Linked DNA regions of Mus musculus: all the other regions are linked to region 3. A link is a contact called in public Hi-C and promoter capture Hi-C data. All regions are on one chromosome and are shown on one strand. The core of a region is the stretch at or near the end of the contact, and the rest is flanking DNA. Distances in the headings are between cores, read along the strand shown. Region 1 holds the start of Parp3 (poly (ADP-ribose) polymerase family, member 3). Region 2 holds the start of Tex264 (testis expressed gene 264). Region 3 holds the start of Ip6k2 (inositol hexaphosphate kinase 2).

What was found. Promoter capture Hi-C pulls out the DNA fragments that hold promoters and counts their contacts. A called contact is a pair of places that touch in the nucleus more often than the background predicts.
Region 1: a contact with region 3 is called in a Hi-C map of B cells, with 5 read pairs. The contact joins the promoter of Parp3 here to the promoter of Ip6k2 in region 3. A contact is called at or near these places in 1 of 39 promoter capture datasets (pre-B cells) and 1 of 484 Hi-C or Micro-C datasets (B cells).
Region 2: a contact with region 3 is called in a promoter capture Hi-C map of pre-B cells, with 3 times the contacts expected there. The contact joins the promoter of Tex264 here to the promoter of Ip6k2 in region 3. A contact is called at or near these places in 2 of 39 promoter capture datasets (liver and pre-B cells).

The regions. Positions count from the first base shown.
Region 1 is chr9:106,475,436-106,478,942 of GRCm38.p6, forward strand. It overlaps Parp3 (poly (ADP-ribose) polymerase family, member 3), which reads right to left and starts at 1,514. Exons shown (of 11, transcript NM_145619.3): 1 at 1,058-1,514; 2 at 364-547. The coding sequence starts at 540. It overlaps Rrp9 (RRP9, small subunit (SSU) processome component, homolog (yeast)), which reads left to right and starts at 1,874. Exons shown (of 15, transcript NM_145620.4): 1 at 1,874-1,999; 2 at 2,236-2,318. The coding sequence starts at 1,913.
Region 2 is chr9:106,684,028-106,687,561 of GRCm38.p6, forward strand. It overlaps Tex264 (testis expressed gene 264), which reads right to left and starts at 1,925. Exons shown (of 6, transcript NM_001081654.2): 1 at 1,808-1,925; 2 at 902-968.
Region 3 is chr9:108,781,670-108,785,220 of GRCm38.p6, forward strand. Ip6k2 (inositol hexaphosphate kinase 2) reads left to right here and starts at 2,143. Exons shown (of 6, transcript NM_001379600.1): 1 at 2,143-2,201.

The DNA of each region.
Region 1 (3,507 bases), core at 264-2,763, 2.3 Mb before region 3:
ATGCACCCTAGTGTCTGATGGTCAGACATGGTACACCTTGACCCAATGGAATAACAGCCCACCTTGGCAGTCTTCAGAAGACAGGTACGCAATCCCTGGCTAGAACAGAGAACCCAAGGAGGAGAAAGAAGGCTGTGGTCTGCCAGGCGGTGGTGGCCCACGCCTTTAATCCCAGCACTTGGGAGACAGAGACAGGCGGATTTCTGAATTCGAGGCCAGAGGCCAGCCTGGTCTACAAAATGAGTTCCAGGACAGCCAGGGCCATACAGAGAAACCCTGTCTTGAAAAACAACAACACAACAAAACAAGCAAACAAAAACAAACAAACAAAAAGGCTGCGGTCTGAACATGGCTTCAGCTCACCTGTATCCCGGGGTTCCGGCTGAATGGACATGAGGGGTCCACACGGATGACCCGATTATCAGCAGGTGCTGCTCTGAGAGCCTCGGCAGTGGACCGGAAGCTGTCCTCCTCCTCTGTCCCTTGTCGCCGCTTCTTGGAGCCCTCAGTCTGCACAGAGGCCTTTCGTTTTGGAGCCATGGTTCTCCTGGGGCAAGAGGTAGGGAGCGTTCAGATTTGCCCTTTAGGAGGCTGGCCTCCTACTCCTTGGTTTACATATCCCCATCTCCAAACCTGCACTTTGTACCTCAGAGATGCAGAAGCTTAGAGCCCGTCAGTTCTGCCCACCCTGGAGTTAGGAAGCAGTTGGCTCGAGGTGTTCCCCGAGGCAGCAGAAAAAGTGAAAGCCGGCTCACCCCACCCACGCTGGGGCCCTTCCCCTTCTAGAACATTTCCTCCTCCTGTCAGTCATCTGGCTAGGTTGCTGGGCTGAATCATCTGAGCTACAGGGGAAGGACCCTATAAGTTGCCCTTCTGCAGCTGGATCTACCTCTCTAGAGCTTAGGACCAAGTGGTGTAGCCTTTTGCTAACAGTCCTGAGTTCTGGGGTGCCAGCCAAAGTTTCAGGCTTTCAAGTGCCAGAGAGAGCAAGAGCCACTTTAACCTCACCCTTCCCTGCCCTGCAGAGGACTCTAGGGCAGGGCCAAAGGACACTCACCCAAATGAAACAGGACCCTGGAAGAGGTGGCTGTTATCCAGCCCGGTATCAGGAATGCTGAATGTGCCTCCTAAGAAACAAGTTCCAAGTCTGGGATCCCATCTAGCGACCCTTCGTGAGCCTTCAGCTAGTTTTTGGTAGGGATTTCCCAGCAATCACGTGAGGAGGGGAAAGAGCTTGGGGGTGGTGTAGAATTCCAGCTTTTGGCCGCTAGTGGGGTGAGTCAGAGGCTGGGTAGGCTGAGGTTGGTGGCCAGTCCCAGAGATGAAATGACAGTAATGTAGACGTATCCAAAGCCGCTCGGACTGACTGGCCCCTCATGCAGCTTTGACTAGGCACATACAGCATATATCCATTATTTGCCCGGTGATTTTGGCTCTGGGTTCGGATGCTGTCTCCTCTCCAGAGCTGCCTGAATTCCATTCCTTAAGTTTTAGAGTCTGGTTGTATTAGCTTCAATCGCTGTTCCAGCGGAAAAATCACAGAACCCCGCACCTCTGGCTCCACCTTGTGGCCATAAGACGCAAGCACCGCATGCCCTCCTGGCCCCACCCCTCCCTGCTAGTCAGGCGTTAGCAGAGCGCAAGCGCCACAGGCCCAGGCCGGAAATCGCAAGAGAGACTTGCTTCCTACTCCAGGCTGGCGCCGGAGCCTATAGGAGCTCTTGAAGGCGTGTCCAGCTGCGTCGGTCCAATAGACGTTTGGGGGCGTGGCAGGATCTTCTCAAGGGCCCAATGGAGCTGCGGAAGGTGGGGCCCGCTGCGCCGTGGGAACCTATCAGGGCTCCGGGTCTTGCCATGCGGCTGGGGTTTAGCAGCCATGTGAGTTCTTCGGGGTAGCGGCACCTTGAACAGTATGTCGACCGCCGTGGCAACTCGTAAGCGGGCAAAGCCAGCTCCCGGGCCCGGGGCGGCTCCGGTGGCCGGCAAGCGGCGGCGAAAGGTGAGCATGGTGTACTCTTGGGCGCGACCGATCTAGCTCCTGGGAGAGCCATCGTTCCATCCCAGGGCCCCCATCGGGGCAAGTATCTTTGCCAAGGGCTCCGTCAGAAGGAAGCCTACATCTCTTTTCTTCTATCCACCAAATCCTGGGAAACCTTCTACTTGGCCAGGGCCAGGTGCTACTTGCCTCTCTCAGTCCTGGGCCTCGTGACCAAGAGAGGATCGTTTGATTTCCAGGTAGACTCTGCTGCGGACAGGGGCAAGTCCAAGGGTGGCGGCAAAATGAATGAAGAGATTTCCAGCGATTCTGAGAGCGAGAGGTGAGTTTTTACCGGGAGGAAGGATAAACGGAGGCTCGTGGTGACTAGAAGACTCAGTGCGACTGGCAACAGAGCTGGGTGTTTGGCTCGAGATCCTGGGTCTACCCTCCAGTTTCCGGCAGTGAGATATCGTCGTTTATCTCTGATGTGTCTATGGGGAAGACGCTGGGCTCCTGTGGGAGGGAGAGCTTGGGACCTTTTTTCGCTTTATGACATGGAGGCAGGCACAGGTCTGGATTGATTGAGAGGCAAGGAGAGAACGGTACAGAACACATCCTCCTGTTCTTAATTCCATCTTCACACAGTACCACAACGACTGGTGTCCTTGGGCACCTTTTTGAGATGAGGTCTCTGTTGTTTTGCCCAAGGTGGCCTTGATCTCCTGGGTTCGAATGATCCTAGGCTTCAGCTTTGTACTGTCACATATGTAGCCTTCCTAACATTAGGGTCTTGTTTCACTGTTGCGAACACGGGTGAGCAGGCAAGTGGAGAGAGGCCGTGTCAGTGTCTGCAGGTGTGTATCTTGGAGACATGTGTTGTGAGAACAGAAGAAGCCTTTTAAAAAGTTGAGCCTGGAGAGACGAGGAGTGTCCTGGAGCGGTAGGGAAGAGGTTCAGGGACCAGAGACAAATCTGGGGTATTAGTGTGCCAGGGTGGAAGGAAGAAAGGATAAACCGGCAGGTGATAGGTACAGGCCAGGGTAGCCGTGAACTTAAGAGATCTGCCTGCTTCTGCCTCCCGAGTGCCAGGATTACAGACCTGGCTATCAGTTCTGCTTCTAAAAGTGAATATGTGGTGCCTTAATTTGCTCAGCTTTTTTTTTTTTTTTTTGGCAAGGTTTTTCCACGTAGCCATGGCTGTCCTGGAACAACCTGTATAGATCAGGCTGGCCTTAACCTCAAAGACATTGCCTGCTTCTGCCTCCAGGACCTGTGCTAAACACTTTGGGTATTTATTTATTTATTTATTTATTTATTTATGTGTGTGTGTGTACATGCTGATGCCCATGGGAGACCGAGGACATTGGAGCCCCTGGAACTGTCACATCAGGGGGTTGCGAGCGAGCCACCTGAGGGGTGCTGGGACTGAACCCAGGGTCGCTGTAAGAACAGCAGGAGTTCTTAGCCGATGAGCCATTTTTTTCCAGCCCATTCTTTACCACCTCTTAAGTCTTTTAACTTGTGTCACG
Region 2 (3,534 bases), core at 675-3,174, 2.1 Mb before region 3:
AGACCAGCCTAGTCTACAGAATGAGTGCCAGGACATCCAGGGCTACATAGAGAAACCATCTCGAAAAACAAAAACAAAAAGTAAAAGGTTTTAGAGCTGAAAAGACAATGCTTTATTTAGCCCTACAGAAAACTTAGCTCTATTGATATATGAAGGTTCTGAGTGGAAGATATGCTAAAGTCTGTTTTTGGAGTCAATGAGCACACAGAACTGGCCTTACAAAGAAGCCAACTCTGGTGTCAGGACACTCCCACCGGTCTCCTCATGCACCCTGTAGGTCTGCCTGTAAGCTTCATTATCTTCTCTGTTTGCTCTCTCTGCCCTACTCATCCCACCTCCGGTTGGTTTCATTCTTCTCTTCTCTGATAATGATCATACCAAATCTTCCACTCATTCTTGATATAGGCTAGGCACTGTCTGAACCCTGAAACTCAGCTATTTCACTAATCCTCAAGGAGAATCTAAGAAGGTAGGTACACATCAGGAAATAAGTGGTTGGAGGTCAAGATGCTTGCCCAAGGTCACATAGGTATTACACTGAGCCACCTGGACCAAAACACAGGCCATGGGAACCCAACAGTCTAACCGCCGTTCACTGACAGTTTTTCCCTCCTCTGGTTTCCAAAAAGGCACTTCATCTTTTGGCCCTCGCTTATCTCAAGGCTAGAAGCTCTCAATATCTAGGCCATAGCCTGTCTTGGGAGTGACAAGCACTGCCACACACTTCTGTTTAAGGGAACTTAGCTCCCAACCTGTCTCTTCCTTCCACTTCGCAAACTGTTCAGAAAAAGGGGGCTATGTTTCTGCCCATCCCCAGAGCTTTGGTCAGCCAAGGAAGAAGTAAGGCAAATTTCCCCACACCCAATAGAGAAAGGCGAGGACAGGGGATGGGAAGGCTCACCGAAAAAGTCAGGCTCACTTTTAGCAACTCATAGCATCCAGTCCAGCAGGGCTCCAGTACTCCGGCGCTAGGGGGGCAGAAAGGAACAGTCATCCCAGCCCTAGACACAGGCAGTGAGCAAAGCAGGCCCTGAGTAACCCTGTTCCAGGGAAAGCCCACAGAACGGGGACCCGTCTACAAACGCGCCAACCCCACCCTCAGATCGCGCGGGGGGGGGGGGGGAGTCAGGCCAAGTCCAGCTTCACAACGTCATGCCTATGATCTTCACTGGGCCCGACTACCACACTTGGCGCCAACGCAACCCCTGCTGCTGACCTTGGGCAGCGTGTGCCCTCTCTTGGGCCTCAGTTTCCACTAATGTCAGAGGTGCAGGGTAGAGATGACTTCCTTGGCCCGCAAGCGTCGGAGTAGGGACTAGGCGCAGGCTTCCGGAGGCCGCTCACGTGCGCTCTGCGGAGGGCCGGGCCCTTAAAGGGACCTGCGCCGGCGAACTTGGGTGCTAGCAGCCGGGGGGCCTTGGGGTCGCCGCTTCGTGCTGTCGGCTTCCTGCCGCCCCGGCTCGCTTCACGGCCTCCTGCACCTCTGCAACTTCAGACACGCTAAAGTTTGGAGCGGCGACGCGACGCGCGGCCACAGGCAGCGCTGCTGAAAGGTGAGGGCCCCGCCCGTTCCCCTCTAGTCCCACGGACCCCGGACGTTCCCGCACCCAGCACCGAGGCAGGATCCGCGCCGAGAGGTCAGGACCGCCTCCCCGTCGCTTTCAGGCCCGGGAAGCAGGCTGGGCCAGCAGTGAGTCAGACGCGGGGCAGAGGGCGGCTCAGGCCGCGGGGAGCAGGCGGGAGGGGATGAGGGGGAGCCCCGGCAGACACCCCGTCGGGAACGCCTCGCCTCTGGCCCCGCCCTCACCTCAGCGGCGGCCCCACGGACGCGGACGGGCGCCGGAGGAAGATAGGGGCTCAGTCGTGGAGCCTGTGTGCGCTTGCCCCTCGCGCTCGCTCCGCCCCTTTCGCGGCGGGACGTGACCGTGGCTGTGGGCGCGTGCGCTCCAGATTTGGAGGGCGGAGGCCTGCCCCGCCCCGTCTCCTTGGTAACATGCACGCCTCCCCCGCCGCCTCCCCCCCCCCCAGCTGGGTTGGGCCCACAACACACATTCCTGCTTCCAATGAAGGGGAACTCCTGAAGGTGATCAAGCAACAACCAACCAATACCCCAAGGTATCCTGGCCGACAGGGAGGGAAGGGAAGGCGCAGGGGTGAAGGCGGGCTCCAAGCACCGGGAAAGTCAGCCTGTTTGCCTGCTCCAGAAGCCCAGGAAGCCAAAGCGGGACTGAATAGTGTTTGTGCATTTTAGAGAGGATCCGCACAGCAATGTCGGCCTCTTACTAACTGAACCAGTCTTACTCTCGCCACCTTCCCTCAGAACCTTCTCAAGTCTGGCCGCTTGCTCAGGTCTTAACAGCTGAGGAAGCTATGGATAAACAAAAGATGCTCTGAACAATCTCTGGAGAATGCAAATTTAAGTGTCTTCACTCAGCCACCCATCAGGGATTCTCTGAGCATAGGGACGACCATCCCTCCATCCAACCTTTATTATGGAAACACTGAGTGAACCAAATGAAAGCCTTGGCCTCCGGAAGTTCACTCCAGGGAACACCTCTTTTCAAAGCTTCTACTTCACAGCCCTGGCTGTGGTTGCTGGGAGTTTCTACTAAGTTAATATAACTTAGGTAACTCCCAAGTCAAGGGTAAGCTCCTTCAATACAGGTTCAATCTTGAGCTAGGATCTGATGACCTATGAATCTCAAAGCACTGTACTGAGGGCACCTCCTGAGACGCCCAGATCTATGCTGGAAGTGAGGAAGGCCACTATGCTTGTAAACTTGGCTGTTTATAAATCTTGATGCCAGACAGGCTGGGCCAAGGACTATATTAGTACTTCTGACAAGATTGCTTTATGGAAAGTTGATCACCCAAAGAGCATATAAGATGACTTTGGAAAAAGCCAGCAGCCATGGGGTAACATGTGATCTTGAATGTCATCCACAAGACAAATGTCCCAATGCTGTAGACAGGCTGGTAAGAAAAAGCAGCTAGCTACTCAAAAGTCTTCAAAGTAGAGAGGGCAGGAAAGTCATTATAGCTATTTTACCGTGAACATCAAACATGGTAATGATTGGCTGCTTCGGGCAGGTGGGCTGTACACTAGATAGGGTTCTTGAGACACGAAGGGCACATGGCCCAGGTTCAGAGCACATGTTAATTCTGTCTCTCTGAAACTCATTAGCCTGTGTCAGGAAATGACTGTCAGGAGACACTCTTTCTTCATCCTGCTGTCTTGGCTCACTTCCCTTAGCCTGGGTGGGAACTCTAGAACTCAGTATCAGAGTTGCAGGTATGCCTGAGGAATGTCAGCACTCTATTGTAGGAGAGCCTGCAACTGGGAATCAGCCCACCAGACTTCATCTCCCAGTGCTTCCAACAATGCCGGCTATCAAGTGACCACCAGGGGGCAACAGACTCCTTGGCAAGGCCCTTTGTACACTCCTACCAGGTCTGAGACCGGCTCACCTTACATTCCCAGACCTCTCTCAATAGCACAGACCCCACTTAGTGTAAGCCCAGACTTAACCTTCC
Region 3 (3,551 bases), core at 893-3,392:
CTGTGAATATAGTGACTATAGTGACGGAGTGTCTACCTAGTATATATGAAGCCCTGGATTCAATCCCCAATACTGAAGAAACAGACCAAAAAAAGCCAGGGAATGCACACCTGTAATACCAGCTCTTGAGAGTTGGAGGCAAGGAAATCAGCCTACAGTGAATGAGATCTTGTGTTAAAAAAAAAAAAGTAAAAAATATTCCATATGATCATAATTGCTGGGGGAGGAAGGAAGTAGAACAGGGTAGAAAATAAAGGTAGTCTCCAGTGCTGAGGACAGAGCGAGAAGTTAGAGTCTAAAATGTGAGGGTGTGAGAGCTCTGAGGTACAGCCTGTGGAAGGCTGATCTTTCAGGCATAGAGAACCACTGAGGCCAGCCCTGACTGGGCACCGTGTGTGCAGTGCACTTTGAGACTGAGCTGGAGGCCAGCAGAGGAGGCATAGATAGGCGGGAGTGGGCAAGCCTGAGAGTCTAGCTGCCTCTGGAGCCTCTCTGGGGAGTGGTTATTAATCCACAGGCTGATAGATGGAGAGTGGGCTGAAGGCAGCAAGGTCAACAGGGGGCTGGGCGGGAACTGTGACACTGATCTGGAGAGAGACTTGTAGGGGTTTAGGTACTCAAATCACGGTCATGTCAAAAAGTGGTGTGTTCCTGAGACAGCACAAGCTCCTGGCACAACAGATGAATGCAAAACAAACAATACGACAACAGCCATACGGAAACAGTCAAGGAACACACACAGCCAGAGGGCAGGCTGTCTATCAACAGCTGAACACTGAACCAGGAAGAGCCTGAACTGGGCAAACACTTTTGGGGTCGATTAACATGAAGTTGGCATTTAAACCTGAAACCTGGGCCTCTCGGTTCATGCCTGTAATCCCAGTAAGAGGAAGGTTGATGCTGAAGAATTGCCTTAATTTTGAGGCCAGCCTGGGCTACAGAGAGGGATCTGGACTCAATTAGTTAATATTTTAAAAACAAAACCACGACCCGGGGTAAGTGGGTATAGACAGAGAGGAAAAAATGTGAAAAAGAAAAACTAGACAGAACTGAACACAGAGCCATGAAGGCCTCAAGGGAAGGCGATTCCAAGAGGAACCTGTTGGTAATAGGAGTTTCTCTTGTCCACCTTTAGAAAGCAGGGATTAAAAAAATCTGTTTACTGCACTCACTGCAGAGTGTAGGTGCTTAATAAATACTTCAGTTTTAAAAACCTATGAGCTACATCTTTGCTAATGCCCAGGATGCAGGGTTACAACTCTGGCATCCTTTACAGAAAGGCCAATAGCCAAGAAGGAGGTCATCCCATGCCCATGGTTCCCATCGTGCTCCTTGCCTTTCCTGGCTGCGCTGACACTCGTTCACTCATGCAGGAGACCTTCTGAATGACACAGGCTCCAGACAAAGGAGTCTTGGATGAGCTCTATGCTCCAGACCTATCAATTTACCGAGGACCCTATACATCCCTCTGATCAGACTTCTATTGGCTTTTATCTTGTCTGTCTGTCCACTCATCTGTTCACCTGTCTAAACATTTTTTAAAAATTATTATAGTGTGTGTGGTGTGAGTGTGTGTTTGTGAGTGAGAGAGAGACAGAGACAAAGAGCCAGAGAGAAACAGAGCAACGGCTTGACCTGTTGAGCCGTCTTACTGGCCTCCTATAGAGCCATGTATTTGTCTATCGTCTGTAGTCATTCTCTCTGTTCCCTGCTGCTATCCCTTTATCCATCTTAGCGACATGTAGTTCTGTCCATCCATCTGCTAGGTTGACCAGCTTTGCAGTTTATCACAGAATGAATACTGGCCTTGACATTCCTGTATCCTAGGAAACTCCCCAGTGCGGGGCAAACCAGGACTGTCTGTCCATCCACCCTTACCCTAGGCATCCTGCAATCGATCCATTTGGCACACAGCCCATCAGTTACTTCAACTCCAGAACAGACTGGCCACCCTCCTCACTCAGGACAACGCCCCGCCTCTTCCCGCCCCTTGCCCATTCAGGAAGCCGCCCCAAGCGAATCCCGGCGCCCTAGCAACAGTCTTCCAGGCCGCCCAGTCCGCTTGCGCGGCTTCGGGTGCGAGCCAATAGCGAGGGGCCCTGGGAGCGAGGTTGGGGGGCGGGGCTGAGCGCGGCCGCAGCCATTTTGGTGGAAGAGAAACAATAGGACGGAAGCGTCGCGGGACTGGGCTGTGGCCGCAGGTAACGCCCGCCCCGCCCGGCCCGTGGCCCTGTCACCCCGGGGCTCAGGGGAAGAGGTTTTCGGTGCTGGTAGCGGCCGGGCTCCGGGATCCCTGGGAGGCTTGGGTTTGTGAAGGGGGTCCTATGGCTGTCATTGAGAAGCGGTCTCCCCCTTTTTTTGTGTAGTCATCCCTTCCCTATTTACGGGGGGCCATTGTACCTTGCAGTTACTGGGGAGAGTAGCGTTGCCCACCGAGACGGGGCAGAATCTTCCCCCCGGCATTGGAGGGTCTCCCGGAACCGGGGGAGGGGAGGGGGCGGGGGACGACGACAGTGTCTTTCTCCGGTTTTGAAGCGGTCTCCCTGGGTCTTCCGGTGGAGGACAGGATCTCTGGTCTCACAGAGGTCCCCCGGCCACGATCTCCCTGGTCTTTGAGGATGGGGTCTTTATCTTTGGATGGAAGGGTCAGCCCGGATCCTCAGGTACTGTTGTTACCTGGGCCTGCAGATGTGCAGCCATTTTGGGTGTTGAACGTCAGTTGTGCCAGTCAGCTCCTCTTTGATCCCGGAAAGGCGGGGGAGAGGGTGATCTGCGCATCCAACCTTATTGGTTTTTTTTTTTTCCCCTTCTTCTCCTTTAAGATCTTAAAATGGATCAGAAGGTGTCTTCTTTTTTCTTCTTCTTATGCTGATGCTCCTACCACGAGTGGGATTTTATTCATATTTGATAACAAGACTGCATCTATCTTCTGCATCCTTCCTAATGACTTGATTCGTTTTTAGGATTTTAATTTCTATCAAATATCAAGAAAGCTGTACTAGCGGGAAAATGGGGAAAAATGTAGGAACTGGTGAAATCTAGGGCTCTTCTTACACGCGAAAGGAAATAGAGCTAGTCATCGCATGTAAATAAACATTTTGTTAGCAGAAATGTACATAGAGCAAGAACAAAATAATTTCGAATATTTGTAAGAAAAAGTACTGAAGGGATCCAGAGGCAGTGGGAGGGGGATAAGAAGGGACCAGGGGGATGGATATGGTCAAAATACATTGTATACATGTTTGGAATTGTCAACTAATAAATATTTATGAAAATAAAAAGATCCAAAAGAAAGAAGCCCTGGCAGTTTTGAAACAGCAAATATGATGCAGACAAACATTTTGAAAAATTTAAAGGACCTTCCTTGTTGACAGCATTGTTGTTGATTTTCAGTATTTAAAATGTTTGCTGTATTTGCACTTTCCCTGGGATAACATTTTAAGAGATGGGAGATGCTTATTTACCAAGTTGTTGCCGTGGAGAGTGTAATTGTAGGGTTTTGTTTTAATTTTAGCAGCTATCCACAGATAGAAATACAAAATGAGTACTTA